Linked DNA regions of Ovis aries: region 1 is linked to region 2. The links are chromatin contacts, called in public Hi-C maps. All regions are on one chromosome and are shown on one strand. The core of a region is the stretch at or near the end of the contact, and the rest is flanking DNA. Distances in the headings are between cores, read along the strand shown. Region 1 overlaps PEAK1 (pseudopodium enriched atypical kinase 1). Region 2 holds the start of RCN2 (reticulocalbin 2).

Evidence for each region. Hi-C and Micro-C count contacts between places; a contact is called where the count stands out from the background.
Region 1: a contact with region 2 is called in a Hi-C map of hypothalamus, with 2.4 times the contacts expected there. The contact joins the enhancer-like site here to the promoter of RCN2 in region 2. A contact is called at or near these places in 3 of 16 Hi-C or Micro-C datasets (hypothalamus and tail adipose tissue).

The regions. Positions count from the first base shown.
Region 1 is chr18:30,015,528-30,021,741 of ARS-UI_Ramb_v3.0, reverse strand. It overlaps PEAK1 (pseudopodium enriched atypical kinase 1), which reads left to right. Exons shown (of 9, transcript XM_060401726.1): 9 at 1-4,144. Among named protein-coding and RNA genes, the nearest start is that of TSPAN3, 37 kb to the right of the region's middle. Within about 2 kb of position 4,676, at least 10 of the 54 cell types and tissues checked have an H3K27ac peak or open chromatin away from gene starts, as enhancers often do. A contact at or near this core is called in hypothalamus, where this site is marked.
Region 2 is chr18:29,823,734-29,829,446 of ARS-UI_Ramb_v3.0, reverse strand. It overlaps RCN2 (reticulocalbin 2), which reads right to left and starts at 2,350. Exons shown (of 7, transcript XM_027957157.3): 1 at 2,015-2,350; 2 at 1,517-1,622. The coding sequence starts at 2,158.

The sequences.
Region 1 (6,214 bases), core at 3,427-5,926, 190 kb before region 2:
GTCGCTCAGACAGTGTGAGTGTGTGTACACGCGTATACCCATGTGTGTGCACATGCCTGCTGGAAGTAGAGGCCAGGCCTCTGGGGGAGCAACCTGTGGCAAGGTTGACAGACACATCCTCTGCCTGGTGGGCAAGATGGCCCTGGGCCCCGCATCAGCCGATGCAGAGCTTGTTAAAGCCAAGCCTGATTGTGCAGTATTATTTAGATAGCACGTTAGTGGCCTTTTGGTAATTTCTAAACTTTTAACATTATTAACCACCTTTCATGTGATTCACCTATATCAAAGAGGATCAAGAAAGGAGAAGAATGTATTTTATCGTGCTCTTCTTTGCTTCATTTTCTTATTTTTTGAGAGAATGGGAGTCATGAGGCCCATCTGGGGGATGCCCTGTCCTCCCGGCCAGCAGGTCAGGACTTCCAGGGAGGAGAGCTGGTTGGCCCACACAGAGTCCTGTCTCCTCTGGCCAGAGACAAGGCTCTGCCCCTGGGAACAGCCACAGGATGGCGCGCCGCTGCAGGCCAGCAGCCCACTCTCTCGGTGTCCTGCAACCTGGCCCCACTTTGCCTAGCAGGCTTTAGTAGGTTGCCCTTAGCTAACCCATGTGCACATAACCCCCTGCCAGTTATACACTGAAGTGGCAGCGCAGAGACCACTACCCTGTCAACCAGCACGCCCCCTCAGCAGCCTGCTCTCCGTGGTTTGCACATTGAGACGCTTTCTCAATGTCACTCTCATGCTGCCTAGCCCGTGTGAATTTGAATGTTGACTATTTAATGCAGTTTCATATTTAGTGAAGAATGTTTCCTAGTCCCTTTATTTGTTTTCTAGGTATCCTTCACCACCACCACCCTCCTTTTTTTCTCCTGTTTCTGTTTTGGCTTGGATCCAGTCTTCTTCATTTTAACTCGATAGTATTATAAGCACGGACACCCTCCACTACCATTATCTATAGCACTGGCAAACCGAGCACCTTTTCACATTAGATGTGTTTAGTACTGTTTTCATAGTCGGACTTGTTAAGGGCAAAAGATGAACGCCAGCTAGTCAGGAAGGGACTCGGGCTGCTCTGAGATCAGTGGCTGGATTAATAGTTCTCTGAGTGAGGGCCAAAGGATGTAAAGTGGGGAAGGACGAAAGTGTTACAGGTGAGAACGGAATAGGCAAGATAACCCTATTTCTAGGCAAGAGGTATTGTCAGACGGTCCTCCAAATATTTTTCCAAAATGATGAAGTTCAGTCTCATATTAACACAAATATTTTGCATTTCCATTTTAATTGTAGCAGAAACTTTGAATTCATTCATCAACTGCGAAGAAATCCTGCCCTCAGACATACATATTTATACATATAATATATATATATATATGAGTTTTGGATTGTGACTAGTATAGCACTTTAAGTTTTCTCAAGTAACATCAAGTTATTGTCTTCAATACGGATTGGATTTTTTCTCTTCTTTTGAAGTCTGTACTATAGATTCTTCCATGTATATTGAGAATTTGAACAATTAAGCCGCTATTGGAACTTTTCCTTAAGCCACACGAGCAAGAATAATCTCTCGTACACTTTTAGGTAAACGGGACAATGGCTGGAGTAGCCAAGACCAAGACTGAATGTACAGCAGAGTGCCTTGTTAGCGTGCTAACCTCGTCTGGGAGGAAAGAAATTAGATGTTCCACGGAAAGGAGGGGGGGCTGTGAAAGGGCCCTCTTGCTCGCCTGAGAGCCCTTGGTGCACTAGCATGATGCCAAGGAGCTAATTCATCCAGAATAACAGCAAGATGGTGGAAAGAGCAGTTGCAACCCATGGCATCAGCAACAAAAGAATGGTGAAGGACGTCCACCAACCCATAGGCTAAGTCAGAATTGGAAGCCAGGAGTATGGCAGTGGGTTTTAAGCTTTGCCCTCAGAAGATAAACCGGCTGAGATATACAGGGGAGCACAGCACTCACATTCCCTAATCTACTGATGTTGAGGGCCCAAAAGTAAAATCTGTTGGTTAGAATTTTAAGGGTCTGAGTAGCCTTTCACTGTCACTGGGGCCAGTTGTGCTTCCAGACTCAGCCCAAGTTTGTGAACTTAGAAAACTAAACCAAGAGATCTGAGCCTCTGGAAATATTAATGATAATCCTGGGAATTAGACTACCTAAAATTGTATTTTAAAGTGTCTAGCATTATAAAATATCCATGAAAGATCTTTGGGGCCTACTAAATAGTAGGACATAGAAGGATTGCACTCCACTTCTCACATTCGAATTAAGAATACTTTGGTGCTAGGAAATTACCTGACTTAGTTTTGCTGATAGGAGTTTTTTTTAGATGTTACCAGCAGCAATCTGAAAAAAATATGGGTTAGTTCCAGAAACTGGGATGGGCTTAGGATACTGCGCTGTATTCCAAGTGATTCTAGATGTATAAATAAGGTATGAACATACTTGGGATGGGCAGGGAGTAACTTGACTTCCTGGGCTAACTCTGACATGTTTTTTTAATTCCCCTTACTAGTTGACAAGGAGTAAAAATTCTGGTTCAGCCTAATGACTGAACAGGATGGCTGCCGGTGAAAGCAGGTGGTTAGTTTTACCTCATTGAAGCCCATATTCTCAAAGGCCCAAAGTGCTGCGCTAAGACAAATCCAAGTGCCGCTCTTGCTCAATTGTGCGCCGCAGCCTGTGCTGACGGCAGCACCAAACGTGGGGGTTCCACGGACCAAAACCGATGCCATTAGGGAAGCCACGAGTGGTGCCACGCAAGATTCTAGACAGAGATTATACCAAAGAAACCAAGCCTCTTTGTCCTGATGTTTTTTAGATGATGAGGCTGAGTTATGACGGACGCCATGGGAAGAGAATTCACATGCATTCCCACATCCAGGTATTCCACTGATCAAGTAAACCATCCTCAAAAAAAGCACCTATTTTTTTTAAAAACAAGTCCATTTTGTGTATTGGGGGTGGGGGGAGATGATGCTAATGAAAACCTTGGGAAGATTATAAATTCCCCAGCGTTTCAGGAGAAGGAACTATCCCCTCTCCCATTGACATGATTGTGACAATCACCCAAACTTCAGCTTGGGAACATCATATCCCTGTAATACTGAAAGCTGAGGGGTTTTGTTTTTTTTTTTTTTTGGTTGTTTTTTTTTTTAAAGAGATGTGGTAGTTTCAATAGGTTTGTTTAAAAAAAAACTCTTGGGAAATTTCTTTTAAAAAGTCTAGTATTTTTTATAAACCGAGGTGTTCACCACTCATCACCACCATTTTAATATTTATAAGTGCCCAGAAAGTACAAGGTGCTATACAGCTGTTACACACCCTCTCTCCGCAGCTGTCTGAAATTAGAGTAGGTTTTTGCGTCAGCCAATGCAGAAGCTTTTCCCCTTTTCCCCGGGCGGGCTGCAGGGACTTGCATCCGGGACATCCCGTCAGGTGTTTCCCACGCCGCAGCATTTATTCCAGCTTCTCACTTTTCCCCATCTGTTTGCCTCCACTTTTATTTTTTAAATCAAGAAAGTTTCAGGGAATCAAAAGAGGTCGGACATTTTTTAACCTAGCAGAAGTACAGAGTCATATATTTTGCTACAAATATTATATTATGGAAAATCCACTTTGCCCGTGTAGTGTGTGGAAAGTGTGTGTGTCCGCGCTCCCGATAACTTGAATGTTGAACCAGCCCTATGGCTTCAGGGTAGCATTTTTGAAAGATAAACCACACTGCTTCAGGAAATTTGCTCCAAATAACTACTTGGTTATCCCTTCCCTTAGCAGTTTTAAAAGGTGTTACATGCGAACACACCGGGATGGGATTTTTCTGTTGATAACGCCGGGCATTTTGGTATGAGATGAGGGCAGAAGCAAGATGTTGTCCTTTCAGTGGTTTGAATCATGGCAGTCCTCATTCCGCTCTCTTTCATTCCCCACTGGCTCTGCCCATGCTCGCTTTTTGAAAATCTTGTTTCTTTTGTTCTTTCCTGGAGCGTCACCTCTCTACTTAACATATTTTAGAGTTGTAGAAACCTACCAACAAAAGGTCCCCTCTGTCACCAGGTGGCGCCGCCCTTTGGTTTGCTGTGGTACTTTGCTGTGTTCTCTGTGGCATCATGTTACTGTGTAAATAAATTCATTTTCATATCCAGTAAAAACAGACAAGCTCTTGTCTTTTCAGCTTCTCTCCACACTGACGTGCCGCGGACATGGTTACATCTTAACTCGCAGGAGGTGTGCCTTCTCAGATGCTCCTCCCTGCTGACCTGGACTTGTTTTCAATTCATTCCCTCCCTGAACTGAGAAAACCAGCCATAGAAGGGCAAGTGAAGGCCTTCAGCTTTCCCCCAGAGCTCAGAGGGCTGCAGGTTTGCTGTGTGAGATCGCCCCCTAGTGACCAGTCACCATATAGAGGTCCTGTTAGTCGCCCAGTGGTGTCCGACTCTTCGGGACCTCGTGGGCTGCAGCAGCCCAGGCCTCTCTCTGTCCCTCACCATCTCCCGAAGTTTGCCCAAGTTCATGTCTATTGCATCGGTAATGCCATCCAGCTATCTCATCCTCTGACGCCCTGGGTTTGTTTAAAAGGTCCTGGGTTTATTTAAACGGTTTGGTTAGCTGGCTGAGGCTGAGCCTCTCAGTGGTCATCTCAGAGCTCTGCAGACAATATGAGCAGAGCAGGACCGTGTACAGCGTAACCTGCTGCAGAATTCACATCCTTTGCCTGTTCCTAAAGGTACACGGTCACACACTGGGTCCTCACAAAGGCAGACAAGCTAATGAGCAGATGCTTCCGTAGCAGACAGAGGAGGCCTCCTGGCTCAGGCAGGACGAGTCCACAGTGGGCAGAGGCAGTGACAGCTGCCACGTCATTGGAGTAGAATGGATGAAAGTGCAAACATGTAGACTCTGAATTTAGACCAGATTTTAGATTTCTTAACCCTTTACCGTGGACACTGTTTCCAGCCCAGTGTTTCTGCTTCTCTCCACCAGCAAGCATTCTAGAACTTTCAGACATAATATTTAAGGGATATTCCAGAAATGTGATTTCCAGACTCAAGTTATATATTGCTGAGGAGGAAAAACTGTACTGATGTGGGCCTCAGAGCTCCCTATGTTGCCTGGGCCTGGGAGGAAGGGTCAAGAGGATAAAGCTGAAAGACAACTCCCTGGGACATAGGCTCAGCTTCTGGACAGGAGCTCAGGGAACTTACCTTCCTTGTTGTGAACCGACTTCTGGAGGGAGAGAACCAAAGAAAGAGACAGTTGGAGCTGAGAGGTCTCAACATTATAGAGAGGGAACACAGTACGCTTGGGTGGCTGTCCAGTGCTCTGCTGGAGAGTGGCCAACTGGGGCCCCTGAAAGATACGGGCTTGGATGGTGAGGGTTCAGGGTTGCCCAAGTCAGGCTCCAAAGCGGGTGGAGCAAGGCCACAGATGGGATCCCTCTGACTTTTGGTATGACTGGAGAGAGATCCTGTTACCCCTTCAGCACCTTGCCCAGCATGGGATCCATTCCTAAGAATTCTGTCAGTGGGCCCTTAGGAAGACCACTCTTCCCTTTGAGTCTGGATTGTCCAGAGGTGATGGACCACTGACATTTGAGTGGGGCCTTTGGCTTCTCTGGTGGCTCAGATGGTAAAAAATCTGCCTGCAATGCAGGAGACCCAGGTTCAATCACCTAGGTAGGGAAGATCCCCTGGAGGAGGGCATGGCAACCCACTCCACTGTTCTTGCATGGAGAATCCCATGGACAGAGGAGCCTGGTGGGCTACAGTCCATGGGGTCACAAAGAATCAGATACAAATGAGTGACTAACACTTTAACTTTTCTTTGGCTTCCACGTGCCTGGGAGCTGACTTCTTTCAACCCAGGTCACAAAGAATCTTGAGTTCTTTCCTACCTGGGATTTACTGGTACGAGAAGCTCTCTGGGTGCCTGGCACAGGGTGTGCACTCTGTGAGCTCTCTGCTCTTCTCCAAGACTCAGCTAATTATGCATCCTTGTAAGAGAGCCCATGCTCTACAAGGGAAGGGACTTCATTAGTGCCTCAGGAGCCAAGGGCTGCAGTTGGCAGCTCACAGCTGAAACTTAAAAACTGGATTGCATACAGGGCGGAGGGGGAGGGATCTTGGTTGCCAAGATCCAGTTCTCTCAAATGTGCAAACCTCTGAGTGGAAACAGGCTGCCTGGACACAACTCCTGACCTCCTGGAGATGTTAGGTAACTCT
Region 2 (5,713 bases), core at 1,101-3,600:
AACAATTACTTTATACTAAGTCCTCTACAGATGCTGTCTTTAATTCTCAAAACAAGGCAATTATAATAATTGCTTTACAGTTGAGGAAATTGACATTAGAAATTGAGGACTCATAACTGATAAGTAGCAGAGTCCAGATTCAAACCCCATGTTTGGCTTCAAAGCCCACACTCCTTCCACTGAACTTTGCTGTCTCTCAAGAACCCGAGTCCAGTCCTGGCCCTTAACGTGCAAATAAGCAAAACTTCCTGAAGAGTCCTCAAGAGGAATGATCATCCAGGCATAACAGGATACAGAATGGAACAGAGGCCAGAAACAGGGCTTCACACTTCAGCTCTGCTATTAGAGCTAAGTTTACCCTCTCAAGGTTTTGTTTTCTCATCTATTAAATGAAGATTTGGACTAAGTTTCTTTTAATTTTTTTAAAGCTTACTATTAAATATTTGAACATATATAGGCCCTTACAGATAAATGCCACCAAGTTTTCCAAATCATCTTGTGCACTCTCTAATGAATCCAAAGTTGGACCTATTCTTATTGGATAATTAGTCTAGAGGCTCTGTTGTTCACATAGAAGGAGCAAAACCTTAATATTGGTGACCACACCTGAGGGCACTTCATTGACAACACATCTTGAATTTACCAATCAGCTTGTAATTCTCTCTAGCAACTTCATTCTTCAGATGTTAAGCAGCATTTAAATGACAGTTATAGCAAAACAGCTCCTGAATTTTTGTTGAGGATCAATTTGGAAAAGTTGATAGGGTTTTTCAACTGAATTAAGCAATGGGGAGAGGCAGGTGCACAGCTATTTATTTAGAATATTCTTTTAATAATCTGTGCATTTCGTTCCTGACTCTAGAACCTATCTAAGAGCACTCTTTTTTTTTTTTTTTTTTTAAGTGAAGGATATTAAAGACTGAATTGAGGGAAGGAGATATGGATTCTAATCCTGGTTTTGCCACTCATTTGAGGAAGGTACTTATGCCTCTGGGTTTCAGTTTCTTCACCCCTACAAAAAGAGGTGGATATAATGATTATATGGTTCCTACCGAGTTATAATAATCTGTCATAAGCACAATTCACATGAAACAGGTCCTTTTCCACTTGCTTATAAAAAGAAGCAAGTTCTTAAGATTCTAATGAAGCATTTATCAAAAGAGCAATAAACTTAATGCCTTAAGGTTTTAGTTTGTTTCTCCAAAATGAATCACATTGTTGACGTTGATAAAAAGTCATGTGAGGAGTCCGGCAATTGCTCTAGGTATGACCTGAACACCAGGGTCAATGATGCTTATGTATTACTGGAGAGAGCACTGAGCTTTACTTGGTATCCTATGTCTAAAGATTTGGAGGTATAAAACCTACTCACCATGTCCTTTTTACCCCTCTCACATAGCATCTCTAATTGATTGCAACACTAGTCATCTACACTCAACAGACACCCTGCTTAAACGTTTGTATTTGTCTCCTACAAAGGGATGTCTCCATTGTTAGTTGTGTAGGACGTCCTTACTTTCGGTGAGAAAGCCATCTGAGTCCAAGTCAATTTTCTTTATGATTGACTTCAGTCTTTTGTGTTGCTCTTCGGGGGAGAGTTTAACATATTCATCGACTTCTTCCTTTGGGAGGTAAGCGATATACAGGGGGGATCAAGCATTACTATCAGGAGGGTAAAATGGTGGAGAAAAACAGAGCTATTAGAGACCTTCCTTGCGGAGGGCTTTTGGGGTGACCCATATCTGCTCTCCAAGGGCCCTGCCCCCAATGATCCCCTCAGTGATCCTGCCCCTTGTAGGAGAGTAGAAGGGATCTGGGTCTTGGGCCGCACTATTTTCACGAGCTTACAGACCCCGGGGTCCATCGGAGAGTGAGCAGCGCCCCGCCCGGCCCCCATTGTCAGGCTGCCCCGACCAGGCCTCGCCCGGCCGCCCCCTTTGTCCCGCGGGGACAAAGCCCGCGGCAGCCGCGCTGCGAGGCCCGGCCCTCCCAGCCCCCGGTCTGGCCGCCTCACCTGGCCGCCCAGCAGCGCCTCGCGGTCGTAGTCTGCGCGGTGCTCGCCCTGCCGGTAGTGCAGCTCCTCGGCTTCCCCGGCGCTGGCTGCCGCGGCGCACAGCAGCAGCAGCCCCAGCGTGGCGGGCCTCGGGCCCAGCTGCATCGCGCCAGCCAGCCGCGGACACACAGTGAGGCGAGGAGGGAAGCAGGCGGGGCCCACGCCAGCGGCGGCGCTCGGATGGGAGCTGCAGAGAGGCGGCGCGGCGACGTACGGAGGTGGGAACGGAATGCGGAGAGGTCCGTGGCCTCAGTTACTAGTGTGCTGTAAGGCTGAGGCCCGAGCCACAACTGCGATGGTGAAACTGGTCCGGCCGAGGCCTATATAGCCCCGGTGGGGGTGGGGGGGGGCGGGGCGAGGCGGGGCGCCAGGCCGCGCCGCTGATTGGGTCGCACGGCGCTGGGGGCGGGCCGCGGCGATGTGGCGATCTGCCGCGGGCCCAGAGGTTCCCGGAGGCTGGCGATCGTGGCCGGGAGGGGAGACCCCCGGGGGAGCCTTTCCTTGCGCCACGACACCCTCCAGAAGACACGCCCTCACTCCACCCTCGCCGTGTCTCTGTCAGTCAGCCTCATTCCTGCCCGAAGATCCCTGTCTAGTCCATGTAACCGACCCTGCTTTCATCAATGAGAAAGGCTGCAGATTTGGATGAAAACAATAGAGTACCTAGGAAAATCTTTGTATTTCCAAATCTTTAATGTATCTCTACTTACTTATTTGACCAGAGCAGAACGAATGAACCCGGGTACTGAAGCCAGATGTTTTGTATCTGATGCTCAGTTTCGCGATTTACAAGTTCTGTGACCTTCGCCAAGTTTGAGGTTGCTTAGTCGCTAAGTCGCTTCCTACTCTTTGCGACCCCATGGACTGTAACCTGCCAGGCTCCTCTGTCCATGGGATTTTTCCAGGCAAGAATACTGGAGTGGGTTGCCGTGCCCTTCTCCAATGCGTCATCCGCACCAGGGTTGGAACCCGCGCCTCCTGCTTTGGCATGCAGATTCTTTACCACTGTCCCTAAGTAAAATGTATAATTCAGTAAATTATGTTTAAGACATAAATTATTCTTTAAGACTAGCATATACTTGGCCTACTTAATATTGCTCTGCAGGAGACCTGAGGCTCCTTCTTACAACCAGTCCCAAACATTCCCTGCCACCTGCCTGGAGAGCTGGCACTCAGGATACTTACCATCCAGGCATTTAAGAAATATTGACACCTTTTGTATAGTTATAACTGGACATGGAACTACAGACCGGTTCCAAATAGAGAAAGGAGTTCATCAAGGCTGTATATTGTCACCCTGCTTATTTCACTTCTATGCAGAGTACATCATGTGAAACACTGGGCTGGATGAAGCAAAAGCCAGAATCAAGATTGCAGGGAGAAATATCAATAACCTCAGATATGCAGAGGACACCACCCTTATGGCAGAAAGTGAAGAACTAAAGAACCTCTCGATGAAAGTGAAAGAGGAGAGTGAAAAAGTTGGCTTAAAACTCAACATTCAGAAAACTAAGATTGTGGCATCTGGTCCCATCACTTCATGGCAAATAGATGGGGAAACAGTGGAAACAGTGACAGACATTTTTTTGGGCTCCAAAGTCACTGCAGATGGTGACTGCAGCCATGAAATTAAAAGACACTTGCTTCTTGGAAGAAAAGTTATGACCAACCTAGATAGCATATTAAAAAACAGAGACATTATTTTGCCAACAAAGGTCCATCTAATCAAAGCTATGGTTTTTCCAGCAGTCATGTATGGATGTGAGAGTTGGACTGTTAAGAAAGCTGAGCACCTAAGAATTGATGCTTTTGAACTATGGTTGGAGAAGACTCTTGAGAGTCCCTTGGACTGCAAGGAGATCTAACCAGTCCATCCTAAAGGAAATCAGTCCTGAATATTCATTGGAAGGACTGATGCTGAAGCTGAAACTCCAATATTTTGGCCTCCTGATGCAAAGAACTGACTCATTTAAAAAGACCCTGATGCTAGGAAAGATTGAAGTGGGAGGAGAAGGGGATGATAGAGGATGAGATGGTTGGATGGCATCACTGACTCGATTGAGATGAGTCTGAGTGAACTCTGGGAGTTGGTGATGGACAGGGAGGCCTGGTCTGCAGTCCATGGGGCTGCATAGAGTCAGACACAACTGAGTGACTGAACTGAATTGAACTTTATATAGTCAAGGTATATGAACATGGGTGTCTGTTTTAAGGCTTATGGTTCACGTTCACTATCTTAGGAAACAAAGTTATAACTTTTTCTTAAAATATTAGCTATAATTTATTTTTGAGACTTTCAACAGGGAAAGAAAGCCTACTTAACATCATTTCTGTGTGAAAGTGGTTTATTATTCAAATATTTGTTGGAAGGTTAATATTATGATTTATTTATAGAAATGCATAATAAAGGAAAGAATGATTTTTCCGTACTTGACCAATGGAGAAGCTCATATAAAAAAGAGGAGAATTATTTTGAGGAGTGCTCAGAATATCCAGTTTAAACAAATTCATGAGGCAATTAGAGTAAAAAGATATTTTAGCTATCTCTTGTCTTGATTTGCATTATAATACTCAACTAAAAATTAAACTTTTAGTAAATTAGAAATTTCAAATTTAACATATTCTAAATTTACAATAGAATTCTAGAATTCGTAAGACAGTCAAAATCTGCCTAAACTGAGGATTTATAATCATGTGTCACAAGAAAAGCTGAACAATAGTAAATAATGACTTGCTTGCCTGCTAAGTCACTTCAGTGGTGTCCAACTCTTTGCAACCCTAAAGGGAGCCCACCAGGCTCCTCTGTCTATGGGATTCTCCAGGCAAGAATACTGGAGGGGGTTGCCATGCCCTCCTTCAGGGGATCTTCTGACCCAGGGATGTAAACCACATCTCTTCCGTCTCCTGCATTGGTAGGTGGGTTATTTACCACTAGCGCCACCTGGGAAGCCCTCAAATAATGACACCGTAATAAATTTTTTGTTACTTGGCCTCTAAAAACCTCTTGACTCATTTATAATATGGGAATAATAATAAGACTACTATAGAAGTTTATTATGAAGATTAAATTAAATAATATGCATTTAGAACAGTAGCTGGCATGTATGGTAAAGTGTTCAATAAATGTAAGTTTACATTATGTGGGGAGAAAAGCAAAAGATGGTTGTGCAGAAGGAACATAGTAAGTACCTAGGAAATTCTTTGCAGACAGAATGCACGTGGAGGTGGTTTTTATTCTAGGCCTACCTACAAGGCTCTGTGGTTTCTGCCCATTATCCTAAGTACACTAAACTAAAAAGAAATTCATAGGCTGCAGCTTGAGCTTTCTTTCATCAATTGCTCCACTTAGGATCAGGCCTTTTCACACAGAAGAAAAGGCTTTCTGGGTCCTCTTTCACTTCTCACAGTCTCTATGTGGATTGGGTGCCAAGAATTCTGTTTCAAACTGAATGGGCACAAATCAGACACATTTCTTGAGTCAGGTTGGAATTTAATTGTTTTTAATCAGAAACTTCTGGGAAGTGTACAGAATGAAGAGTTCAATGGGATCTTTCCAGTGTTATGAAGTTCAACATAGAATAAAGTTTTAAGTTTCAGAATGTGAATAGAGGGAACACCTCAGGATTGATTTCTCTAAAACAATTTTGAAAAAAAGAAAAG